Regions from separate parts of the Zea mays genome. Here all the other regions are linked to region 2. Evidence: chromatin contacts called from public Hi-C data. All regions are on one chromosome and are shown on one strand. The core of a region is the stretch at or near the end of the contact, and the rest is flanking DNA. Distances in the headings are between cores, read along the strand shown.

Region 1 (3,903 bases), core at 7-2,506, 160 kb after region 2:
CTACACTGGCAGCTCCTCTATCGCACTTGCACCTTTCGGGTAAGGTAGTCCTCCACTAGCTTTCCTATTTAGTCAGCTAAGGGCATCCCATTCCACCCTTGTGGTAGCACTGTTATCTCAAGGTAAGCTCCATGTTCCAATTAACACAATAGTCTTATCATGAACAATAATTAAATCAGCAATAACAATGGAACATGATCAAAATTCAAATATAACTTTAATCCCAGATGTAGGTAGAGAAATAGCAAGTATACCCAATAGTTCATTTGTTTTCAAGGTGTGGGGTACACAAAATTAGGGTAACCTATTAGGTCCCATCAATATAACCTGAGCATGTCACAGTGGTTAACATGAACATTATTAGGTATAGAAGAGTGATCAAGTGCACAACTTGCCTTAGACTCGAGATTCCCAGGTACCAACTTGGTCTTCAAGTGATTTGTAACCTCGATGCTAATCATAGCAATACAAACAAACATGGTATAGGCAAATTTAACATCACACCAAACATAAGAACAAACTGCATAATAGTGTTCTACGTATCGTAACAAGATCGTAGGTTTGAGAATTACTAAAAATTCAGAGTTACGGTTAACGAGTTATGATTTTCCGAAGATTTAGGTGTTTACTATAATACCAAGGAGGTGTAAGATTTTAATCATAGGTTTCATGATAATACAAGGCTATTAGATGATAAACAATATTAATATGAGACTAATACAACTGGAATGGATCTAAAAGGAGTTAAAATGAATTACTTATGACTTAAACAAGATTCTAGAATTATTTCTATATTAAAAATCATTTTAGAATTAATTTTATCATTAAACAAAAATTCCTGGACCACGAACATAATTACCAGAGAGCTCGAGGTCAAAACTATAAATCCTAGGACCTATTTGTAATTACTTTCGGCTTGAGGTGGACGATGGGTTGATTGTATAAAAATATAAGGTCTCTTTTGCAAAAAAACGTTGGCCGAAGGGATATGGTTGAGTCTCGGCCGCATGATCATGCGCGGACGACGCAGATTAGATCATGCCCACGACGAATAGGTACGCTTTCGTTACCGCCGGATCCAGGGTCAATGGCTCGGATTTTATGAATCATGATCTAATTGTACGCGCCCGATCCGAAATGAACGCATCAGATCAAACGCGCGAAAGAGGTACGATGAATCCAATCTCGACCGCAAGAATACCGATCAACGGTCCAGACGCACTCGCCCGAAGCGCTACCCACGATCAAATCTCTACCGTCCAGTCTCGGATAGACGGTTGAGGTGTCGTCTTCATCCTCTTGCCGCAGGGGCACGGCCGAGCAGGGTCTCCACATGGCGGCGCCATCACCGGCATAACACCATCCCAGTTCCCAATCTCAAAACTCCACACCGAGATGTCCTACCCGACTCAGAGAGCGAGGCAACTAATTCCAGAAGGTCCTGACCTACGGCGCCGGTGCAGAAGCCCTTATCTTCAGTGAACGCGGCGGCTGGAATCCGTCCTTCCCTCTCGGTTTGTTTCTCTGCGATGAGCTTGATTCCGTCTGCGGTTTGGGTTGTGAAAGCTATGACATCATGGGTCTTGGTTTTATAGGGTCGACGCCACGCGGGTGTGGGGTTGTTACCGCGCGCTCACGAGGTTGTTCTAAGGTGGGTGACAGGGCTGACGGAGCGACCCCACAAGTAAGCGATACAATGAGGGAATGTCTGTCAAGCGGGGCCACACGCCAGCGAGCACAACCACTGCGTATTGTCAGTCTCTGATCCGGGGCCCACTGGTCAGTGGTGGCCCGCGCGGTGGGCAGCCGGGCAGGTATGCCGGCACAGACATGTGTCTAGCTAGGCCGAGGGCATGAATTCAGCCCAGGAGCGCGATTCCCACACTTTTTCCATTTTCCTGTTTATTTTCCTATTCCTTTCTATTTTCTTTTCAAACCAAATTCAAATTCCTGTTTTAAATTTTGAATTCCCAATCTCAACATAATCCTAATGTGAATATTTATTCTTCTTCCATTTTCAAATTCTAGAAGTAATAAATGACTATTACAATTTCTTTTCTCATTTTCTATTTTATATTTTCATTTATAATTTGAGGTCAATTTTATGGTTTCAATAAAATGCATCACAACAAAATCATCAGCATGAGATGCACATTGCTTTATTTATTTATTGGCTACTTGGTTAATTTAATACCATTAACTGATTACGAAAAGGAAGGGTCCTAATAAATTTTCAAAGGTTTCAAAAACTCCCAAATAACTATCATAAATGTATTTACTTGTTTATTTTATAATTTTTCCTTATACAAAATTTGGGCTTTACAGAAGGTGTGGGGCTGAAGGCCTCTAGGTTTTTTGTTGAGGAATTGACGGGGACATGTGCTGGGCCTGGGGAGGTTATGATTTCTCCCGAACTCCAGGAAACATCTTCGCGAATGTTGAAGGTTACTGGGGGTCGATGGCATAGGAAAGACCCTATTCCTTGGGCCACCGATGATGACTATTTTACGTCTCATATGGCTCGTCAGTTGAAAAATCTTCCCTTACGGAAGAAATATTGGTGCTATTGTGTCAGCAGTTATGGATAAGGATCGCCAAGAGGCCCATCAGAAGAAACGGAAGGCCCGCTTCAACTAGCCCAGCGCGAAGGGGTCCACTCCGGCTGCAGCGATGCCCCCTCCTGCGGTACCAGTGGCACCCACGAAGGCATCTTCGCCACAGCACGCCGTTGAAACGACGGTGTCGGAGACTAGAGGGACCGCCCAGGAGTTGTCTATTGATGACTACCTGGTGGGGGGCATTACCATGTTTGGCGCCCAGACAGGGCTGCCGCCTGCTGGTAAGTGCGGTGTTTGTTATGGATTGGGTAAGGTGATGCATATTTATGCTAACCTGTGATTATGGTGTAGGGACTGAGACTGGGCAGTTGGTGGTGGCACCGGCGAGGCCGCCTGACACGAGGGCTTCGGCGAAGGGTGTGGCTGGGACCTCATTGGACCCGTGGGTGCAATTTTGCACCACTGCTGATGGCGGAAACAAAGTCGTCGTGGTGTCTATGGCCGAAGGCGTGTCGGCGGCTGTCGTACAACAGCTGCGTTATGTGATTTTTTTTACCTTGGTCAATTGTAATGCCAGGTGGTTGTTTTCGTCGACCACATTGTGTCCGGGGCGCTGGTAGACGTTGCGACCTTGCAGCTTCGTTTCGAGAGGAAAAGACTCAAGGGAAAAATTGAGCACCTTCGAATGCAACATACCGAAGCTATCAGGGATAAGTCGACGACCGAGAACAAGAGCTAAAACCTTCTCGATAAGCTGACGGTGATTGAGAAAGAGAATGAAGATCTCAGTCGTCGGCTAAATGACGAGAAAGAAGTCGCCGCTAAGGTGAAAACAAAGGCAGAGAGCGCCCGTGCGGAGGCCCAAGCTACACGCAAGCGAGCCGGGGAGAAGAGCATGCACGCCTACCTCGAAAAGACGAGTCTGCCACCCGTGCCAGGGTGGATCGGGTGCACACACTTTTTGTGGATGCGTATCGTGACCTCGGTGCGCAAACTGCTCCCTTCAACAAGTCGGGAGGGGAGGTGGGGACCCAATTTCTCGGGTGGTTATAGGAGGAGCTGGAGTCGCTCTCGTCCATCATGACGGGCCTCATGTCCAGTGAGGGGGCTGTGAATGCCTTGGCCCGTGAGGGCTGTAGGCACTTCGAGGCCTTTGACCAGAGCAACAAGGACTTTGATGCTGGTGTATTCCACGTCAAAGACAACGTGTGGAAGCGTGCGGCTAGGGTGCTTTACGATAGAATGTGGGGTCCTCATTGCTGTGGCGTCGTCCAGGAGAGGGCCGACCGAGCGCTTGCACAGGTATGCTTGTGCCCTTAGCAAGGGTGTCTTATATGTTTGCTTT
Region 2 (3,976 bases), core at 1,170-3,669:
TCTTCAAATCCATGCTGGATGGATGGTCTACTTGCTGAACCTTCTTTCTCTTCTTTAAAAGGACGACCGCAAAGCATAATAGCAAGACTAAAGAAAGAGCTGTAAATCCTACTAACTTCAGAACATAGGAGGAGGTGTGCCTATGCCGTTTAGATGTAGTATCTGTAGTGCAAAGTGGTAGCTGTAGCAAGTGGGTACTGGAACATAGGTCCTTGTTCCCTTGAACAAACACATCCCGTGCATCCTGAAATATCCCACCTGTTGGAACTGGTCCCTCGAGGTCGTTGAAGGACAGGTTGAGAAGCTTCATGGAGCTAAATGTTTCAAAGAACTCCGGGATTTCACCAGACAAGTTGTTCCGAGACATGTCCATCTCAACGAGGCCTCGTAATCCTTGGAGCGATTGTGGGATCCTACCATCAAGTAGGTTCCCCTCCATGTGGAGGGACTCGAGATGCACACACTGACCTAGAGTGGACGGTATTCGTCCGGCCAGCATGTTGTTAGAAATATTTAGTAGGCCAAGGTTGACGAAGCTGCCGATCTCTAGTGGTATCTCTCCTGAGAGTTGGTTGTGCGACAAGTCCAGTTCGTTAGAGAGGGAAGAAAGAGTAAACAGCTCCTCCGGTATGCCACCGCCAAAGCTGTTACAAGAGAGGTTCAGCTTGTCTAAGTTCTTGCAGCGTCCTAAAGCACCTGGTATCGGGCCACTCAAGTGGTTTTCTTGCAAGTAGAGCTCGCTAAGCTGGCTTAGGTTACCGAGAGAGGCTGGAATCTGCCCTGAGAGTTTGTTCTGCGCTAAGTTTAACGCGAACATGTTCGGAAGATGCCCTAGGGAGTAGGGAATACTTCCAGCAAGGAGGTTCCTGTCCAGATAAAGAAGCTTGAGGTTTTTTAGGCGTCCTATCTCATTGGGGATGGTGCCAGATATTCCATTCGCACTTAAAAACAACACCTCCAGTCCACTGGGCAGGTCCCCTATGGATTTCGGCAAGACTCCTCCGAGAGTGTTTCTGTCCAGGTACAGAGTCACCAGCTGCGTGCAATTTGTCAAGGATGTCAAGAACGACCAGTCCCGGCCAGCTTCGAGCTGGTTCTTCGTTAGATCCAGCTCGACTAAGTTGGGCAAGGCTCCGAACAAAGGGACAGTACCAGTAAGTGCGTTGTCCCAGAGATTAATGATCTGGAGATTGGTGGCCTTGGTCAGCGAAACAGGGATTTGGCCAGTGAACTTGTTTCGAGCCATGATCAGGTTCACGATTCTCGGAAGGCTATACCCAACGTTAGCTGGGATTTCCCCGGTGAGATTGTTCATGCCCATGCCGAGGTGTGTGAGCGCTGACATGTTGTAGATGGAGGCCGGAACAGTCCCCGACAAAGCATTGTTAGTCATGTCCAGCACTTGCAGGTTCACGAGTGCACCCAGGCTCGTCGGGATGCTACCATGAAAACCGTTACCCCCAAGCGTGAGCCAGAGGAGAGAAGTGAGGTTCCCTAGAGTGGAAGGCAAGGGCCCTGTTAGATCGTTCGAGTCCAGTATCAGATACTGCAAGGGCGGCGGCGGCGAGTCAACGACGGTGTTTGAGACAGCAGGTATGGGCCCAGCAAAGCTGTTCCCTGCAAGCACTAGCATCTCAAGCGACGTGCTGTTAAACAGCGACTGGGGAATGAGTCCGCTGAGACGGTTGTTTCTTAGCCCCAGTCGTTGGAGCGACGAACTGTTAGCTAGTAGCGACGGGATGGGTCCAGTGAGGCTGTTGTTGTTGAGAACAACGGAGACAAGGGAGGAGCTGCTTCCAAGTGAAGCTGGAATGCTGCCCGTCAGATGGTTACCTGAAAGGCGTAAATCCGAGAGGTTGCCGAGGAGGCTCCCCAGACCTTCGGGGATGCTTCCGCTGAGGGAATTCCTCGAAAGATCGATGGCCTGCAAGGCAAGGCACGATGAGACAGTCTCCGGGATCTCGCCGCTGATAAAATTGTTGGAGCTGAGGTTAATGTACCGCAGCCGGTTTAACTGGCCAAGCTCAGCCGGGATCTGACCCTGCAGCTGGTTGTTTGGCATGTGGATCCTTGTGAGGAACGTGAGGTTGCCGATGCAAGGAGGTATTTGGCCATGGAGGTCGAGTGACTCAAGGTCCAGTGCAACAACACGGGACGAGTGTCTCTTGCTGCATGTCACGCCGGACCAACTGCAGAACTGCGTGGAATCATTCTTCCATGAAGGTAGTGTCCCCGTAGGGTCTGATGAGGCTGAGAGGTGGTGCTTGAGGCAGAGCAGCGCTTCCATGTCGTCGTTAGGTGTAGTAGCTAGTAGCGCCGAAAGAGAAGCCAAGAGGATGATCAACGGCAGCGAGAAGCCGAGAGTGCCTACAGGGGCCATATATGTTGTCTGAGACATTGTTACTAGTATTTTGCAGTGGTCGTGTGTGTGTGTGTGTTTCTTTGGTGGTGGATATGCTCCATTTATAGAAGGCAGCCAGATTGCTGTAAACAACTGTGTGGCCAGCTTGCTGTAAACAATTGTGTGGAACGGGTCAGCCCTTTAGACTATAGATGTCCAAACAGTGCGGGCCGCCCGTTTGACCCGTGGCACGGCACGAATTTAGCCTGGTCCAAACACGGCCTGACACGGTCGGTTACGGGCCCGGGCCGGCACGGCCCGTTTAGCGGGCCGGGTATGGGCACATACGGCGGCCCGCGTGCTTTGGCCCGGCCCGGCCCGATAAATGAGTCGGCACGACGGCGGCCCGCATATTTATGTAAATACTAAATATGTAAATACATTTAATTCTCTCATAGTATGTAAATACTAAATACGCGGCCAAACATATATAAAATGCATACATAAATATAAAATGCATACATAAATATTTTGTTGTCTTAATATATATAAATAATATGTTATTATATATGATTAATTCCGTGAAATATATGTATTTATATACCGTTCTACTGTTGGTTCGGGCCAGTGCCCGGCCCGGTCCGTTGAGGCCCACCGGGCCAACGAGCCGGCCCGGCACGATTTTTCCCTGTGCGTGCCGGGTTTGGGCATGTCCCTAGGCACGTGGGCCAGCCCGAGCCGGCCCGAAGCATCAACGGGCCGTGCCTGGCCCGGCCCTATTCGTACCGGGCCGAAACGGGTTCGGGCCGGGTCCGTACCGGGTGGCCCGTTTGGACATCTATACTTTAGACTGCCAACTTCTAATTTATTGATGGCCGGTACAAGATTAAGACAATTGATGGCCTATACAGACTCCTAACACAAAGAGACAAACCTCATATTGTTCGTAATAATATTCCTTTGTTATCCCCTCAGCCACAACTAACACAAGTTGAATCCTAAGCTTATGAAAACTTACCGTTGACCGTGAGTACAAATAATTTTAATGTCCAAAAGTCCGTTAGCATAAAAATGATTATCTAACACTACTCCTAGTTCTAAAAGAGGCATACGCGGATGGTCACCAAAAACACTGTTTTGCACTATATACAACACTCTTTGTATATTAGAGTTTGAATATGAGGATGAGATGGCTAAGTTGGTGACAAGCCAATTGGAGGAGATCCATGAGGGAGAAAATATCTTGTTTTATAAATTGAATAGTAAGTGATTTCCTCCCACGTGGATTTCCTCCAACTTCCTTGTCACCAAACGAGTGGAAGAAAATCCCTTGCTATTTAGGGTTTGTTTGGGAGGCAGGAGAATGGAGCGACTAAAATTTCCTTGCTATTTAATTTTAAACATGAGAGGATTTTAGCCTTCTAATTCCCTACGGTTCGTCCAAATATGTCTTTAAGAATTTCCTCCCCTGAATCCTCTCTAATTCCTTTATCATCAAACTAGCATAATTGTAGCAACAAGCACGGTGGCTTATAAATTGCTCGTAGAAATACATTTTCGGAGGCATTTTTTTTAAAAAATAAACCATCATTGAAAATATACATATTTTTAGAGACCATCATCTTAAAAAATTAA
Region 3 (4,014 bases), core at 534-3,033, 220 kb before region 2:
AGAAAATTATTGTCATACCCGGATTTAAGGGCAAATCCAGATGCATGTCATATATGTGCCATAACAAGATTCATACATACAATGGATCAGTGTATAGAGACGAATGCCATAAGCTTTAGTACATAATATGAATGCCTTACAAAATAACTGATAATAAAATAAATCGAACTAAGATACTATCTCTATGGTGTCATAGTTGAATGGGAGGCGACGCCTAGATCTCATCAAACTCATTGTAGTAGTTCTCCTCCGGTGGTACCTGCTCTTCACCTGGTGTGATTATAGCAAGGGTAAGCTCTCATACGGTCATCGCTCAACAAGTGTGGAAAAAAGTGTGGTTGAGCTCACTTATGGTTGGGCTCAAGTGTAAGGCTTACCAAGGAAAATGATTAAGGCTGAGCATTGCTTTTAGATAAGTTAGTCAAAATTCTATTAGCAATTACTAAGTATAAGTAGATATCAACTCAATTAAATAGTTGATCAATATAGAAGTATCATATAGAAATCCCACAATGCAATTCATGAAAGATTAAATTTAATATCATAAATTACTCATGTGAGGGTCCGAGCTGCTCATGACAGTGAGCATGGCTGATATACCAGGTTTACACTCTATAGAGGTTACACATCTTTACCCACAAACCATATTTCCTTCTCGCCCGGGGTTGTACAGACCCTTAAACACTTTTTCCAATGTGAGTTGGCGAGGGTTCACTACGAGGCCTTTACAAAGTTCTGCTAGCTCGAGAAAACCTGCTACGATTCCAGGCAGACGGGGTATGGGAATCTCTTGTCCCAAAAGCTATCATAGACAGTTTAGCCAAGGGAGTTCCATTCCACCCTTGTGGTAGCAGTGTTATCTCAGGTGGTCACTCAATGTTCCAATTAAACAAAGTAATCTTAACATGCATATGTAACCAACAATAATAAACCATAATGGAACATGATCATAAATCATATCTAACATTAACTCCAAATCAGGTAAAACAATAGCAAGACTACCCAATAATTCATTTGTATGCGAGGTGTAGGGTAAACAAAGCTAGGTAAACTATTAGGTCCCATCAAATTAAGCCTAACAGTGCCACGACGATTATTAGAATCATGAACATTATTAGGTCAAAGAATGTGATCGAGGACACAACTTGCCTTTTACTTGCGAATCCAACTGCTTAGGTGTCTTCCCAAAGTTGGGCTTCAGATTCCTCGTGACCCGCTTCAAGTCGTAGCAATACATACAAATAAACAAATAATGGATATGATAACATTACACCAAAACATGTAAACAAACTGCACGATAATAGTCTATGTATTGCTTCGAGATCATAGGCTCGAGAACCACTAAACTCGGACTTAAAACGAGGGAGATATGAATTTTACAAGTTTCTAGGGATTTTTAATACTTATTTTATACCTAAAATAACTAATAAGGGTCAATCTGTAAATACCAGAGACCTTGATGTAAATTATTTACACAGATCATGGATGACGAGTTTATTTCCGAAAACTGTAGGGACTCTTTTAAAAAAAGGCATGGCGAACAGGCGAAGTGGTATCATGCGTTCAAAGTTGTCCGATCAAAAGCCATCGACTCGGATTAGATCGATATATAATAACGAGCCGGTATGCACTTTCAGTCGCCGGATCAAAGATCAACGGATGGAAAATCATCCATGATAGCGCGAAACACCTGCCCATGGATCGCCGGTACGCCTCGCCCTAATCAAAACAGTTCAGACAAAACGGTATGCCCCGCCCTAATCTGAGCCACACACCGATCGATCAACGGTCTAGATTTAAAACACTCAGATGAATCCTCATGCGTTCGATCTGGATCATAAGGCCTAGACCCGATCTAGCCAAACCATTGTCCATGCATTTAATCACCCTCGTTTATCGATCGACGCCACCACACTTCTCTCTTCCGACCAGAGACGACAGCGACGCAAGGCATCTTGCGGTGGTGGACTCGCCAGCATATGGCTGCCCGTCGAGCCAGAGCCCAAAATCTCAAATAGGTAGGTGCTAAACATAGTGCAGAGTTTGGCAAATCGATGGAGGTAGAGCTCACTGGAAATGGCGTCGTCGTGAAGCCGGTTTATGACATGGAGCGGACCTTCGCGTTCTTCGGTGCCGACGAGCAATTATATTCTGCCTTCCACGTCCATCAATTGTGTCTAGAGAAGCCACGAACATGCTCCATACAATCTAAGGAAGCTCCTCGACCCTCTGTTGAACCATGGACGTCGGTGCATGCATGGGTCAACGACGGCAGTGCACTCTGCTCCTTGCAATCTCTCTACTCGACTATGGCGATATACAATTTTTTGCAAAATGGCTCGACGCCCCGGTGTGATGGAGGTTAGGGGATGTGGACCTCGGTTTTATACCCTGCGACCAATAAAGTCTGAGTGGATGAGGTTCGGATGCTGAATGACTTCCGAGCATTGCGGTAGTATGGTGGGATCGATATCCCGCAGATAGGGACGATTCTGATGCCCCGACCCCACATGTGAGTGGCCGATCTAACCCAAGCGCGTGAGGGATGGATGCTGGTCGAGCAGGTCCGTTCATCAGTCACCGTATACGCAGGCGCGTGGGGCTGGCTTGGTGCGAAGGTGGGTCGACGAGGTAGGGTTTCCTGGCCTGGCGGGGCATATTCGACCCAGAGAGGCTTTTCCTTTTTCTTTCTGTTTTGTATTTTCTTTTCTATTTTAGGTTTATAACTATTTTAGTTTTAAAATCCCAATTTTATATGAGATTCAAATTTTGGAATTGCACTCAAATGCAATAAACAAGAATATCCAACATGATGCATATTTATTTATATTTATTAATTGCTTTAATCAAACCCATAATTGTTGATATGCATAGAGATGAAAAAGGTCACAAAATCATGTAACTCAAATAAACTATCTTTTATTCTTCTGGAATTTAGGTATTACAAATCTTTTAGTGAATACTTATAATATATATGGTTCTACAAAGGGATAACCTAATTCCTATGGGAATCTTTTTCTTTAATTAAGAACACCTATTTTTTAGGGGAAGTGACTTCAAAGGTAAGGAAATTCTTATTAAAGATATTTTAATTCAAAACCTTGGGAGAATTTCCCAAATTCACAAAAATAAGATTTTAGGGTGTTAGACTTGTGTGTAATCTATGTACTCTTTGAGAACCTATCTGGAATCTATGAATTTAGTTAATGTTTCAGCTGTGCATTCATTGTCACATAAGCATCACAGATAACAGATAACACATCATTGATAACACAAAGGATTTCATCCATTGCCACAACCATGCAGTTTTCTTAGCCCACACAAAAGACAAAAGATTAGGCCCACAAAAATGGTTTTTGGCCTACCTACTCCAAAATACATTTAGGTCATTCATACAACATCACTTTTCTTCTTCCTGCTTCTCTTGACTTCAACAGATCCTACTTCCTTCCAAGTGCTTACTGCCCAGACTTTGTAGCTATAGTGAGTGGGACATGCCTACACACCATTTCATTTGATCTTATGTATGGTATAGGTCCCTAGGGTTGAGAAAGGCTTGAAGGGTCACCTTCCTATGTGCATGGAGAGTCAAACAAAGTCATTTACATGCCTTAGTAGTTGAGAATAAACATTTTCCTCACCTATTCTAGTAGTTGTTGGACCATTGTTGGCACATATCCATGTGTTTCTTCAGGTCCAAATGTGTTAAAATCATGATTTAGTGGGACATCTTCATTCATAGGTTCCTCAAGTGGTATAGACTCTGTGGTAGTAGCAACACTGGCAGCATGCCTTGCCTCTTCCTCAAGTGTAGCCCTAGTTGTTGCTATTAGTCCCGTAACTTCTTGTGCATTGAAGCCCATCCTTTGCAGTATTGTGCCCAACTTCACTACAATGTTTACAGTGCATGAAAACTCCATGTTTTGTGAGTTTTGGACCATTTGTGCTCTGATCTTCTTGAGGTTGTTTCCTCCTTGATTTTGGTGGTCTTCTAGACATTCACATAGACAGGTG

What was found. A called contact is a pair of places that touch in the nucleus more often than the background predicts.
Region 1: a Hi-C map of leaf shows a contact between it and region 2, with 4 times the contacts expected there. The contact joins the enhancer-like site here to the promoter of LOC100279719 in region 2. A contact is called at or near these places in 2 of 25 Hi-C or Micro-C datasets (bundle sheath and leaf).
Region 3: a contact with region 2 is called in a Hi-C map of tassel, with 5 times the contacts expected there. The contact joins the enhancer-like site here to the promoter of LOC100279719 in region 2. A contact is called at or near these places in 2 of 25 Hi-C or Micro-C datasets (ear and tassel).

The regions. Positions count from the first base shown.
Region 1 is chr8:82,983,130-82,987,032 of Zm-B73-REFERENCE-NAM-5.0, forward strand. No RefSeq gene overlaps it. Among protein-coding and RNA genes, the nearest start is that of LOC109941592, 34 kb to the left of the region's middle. Within about 2 kb of position 1,257, at least 17 of the 20 cell types and tissues checked have an H3K27ac peak or open chromatin away from gene starts, as enhancers often do. A contact at or near this core is called in bundle sheath and leaf, where this site is marked.
Region 2 is chr8:82,819,461-82,823,436 of Zm-B73-REFERENCE-NAM-5.0, forward strand. LOC100279719 reads right to left here and starts at 2,420. Exons shown (of 2, transcript NM_001360991.1): 1 at 1-2,420. The coding sequence starts at 2,398.
Region 3 is chr8:82,599,123-82,603,136 of Zm-B73-REFERENCE-NAM-5.0, forward strand. No RefSeq gene overlaps it. Among protein-coding and RNA genes, the nearest start is that of LOC100274606, 13 kb to the left of the region's middle. Within about 2 kb of position 1,784, at least 17 of the 20 cell types and tissues checked have an H3K27ac peak or open chromatin away from gene starts, as enhancers often do. A contact at or near this core is called in ear and tassel, where this site is marked.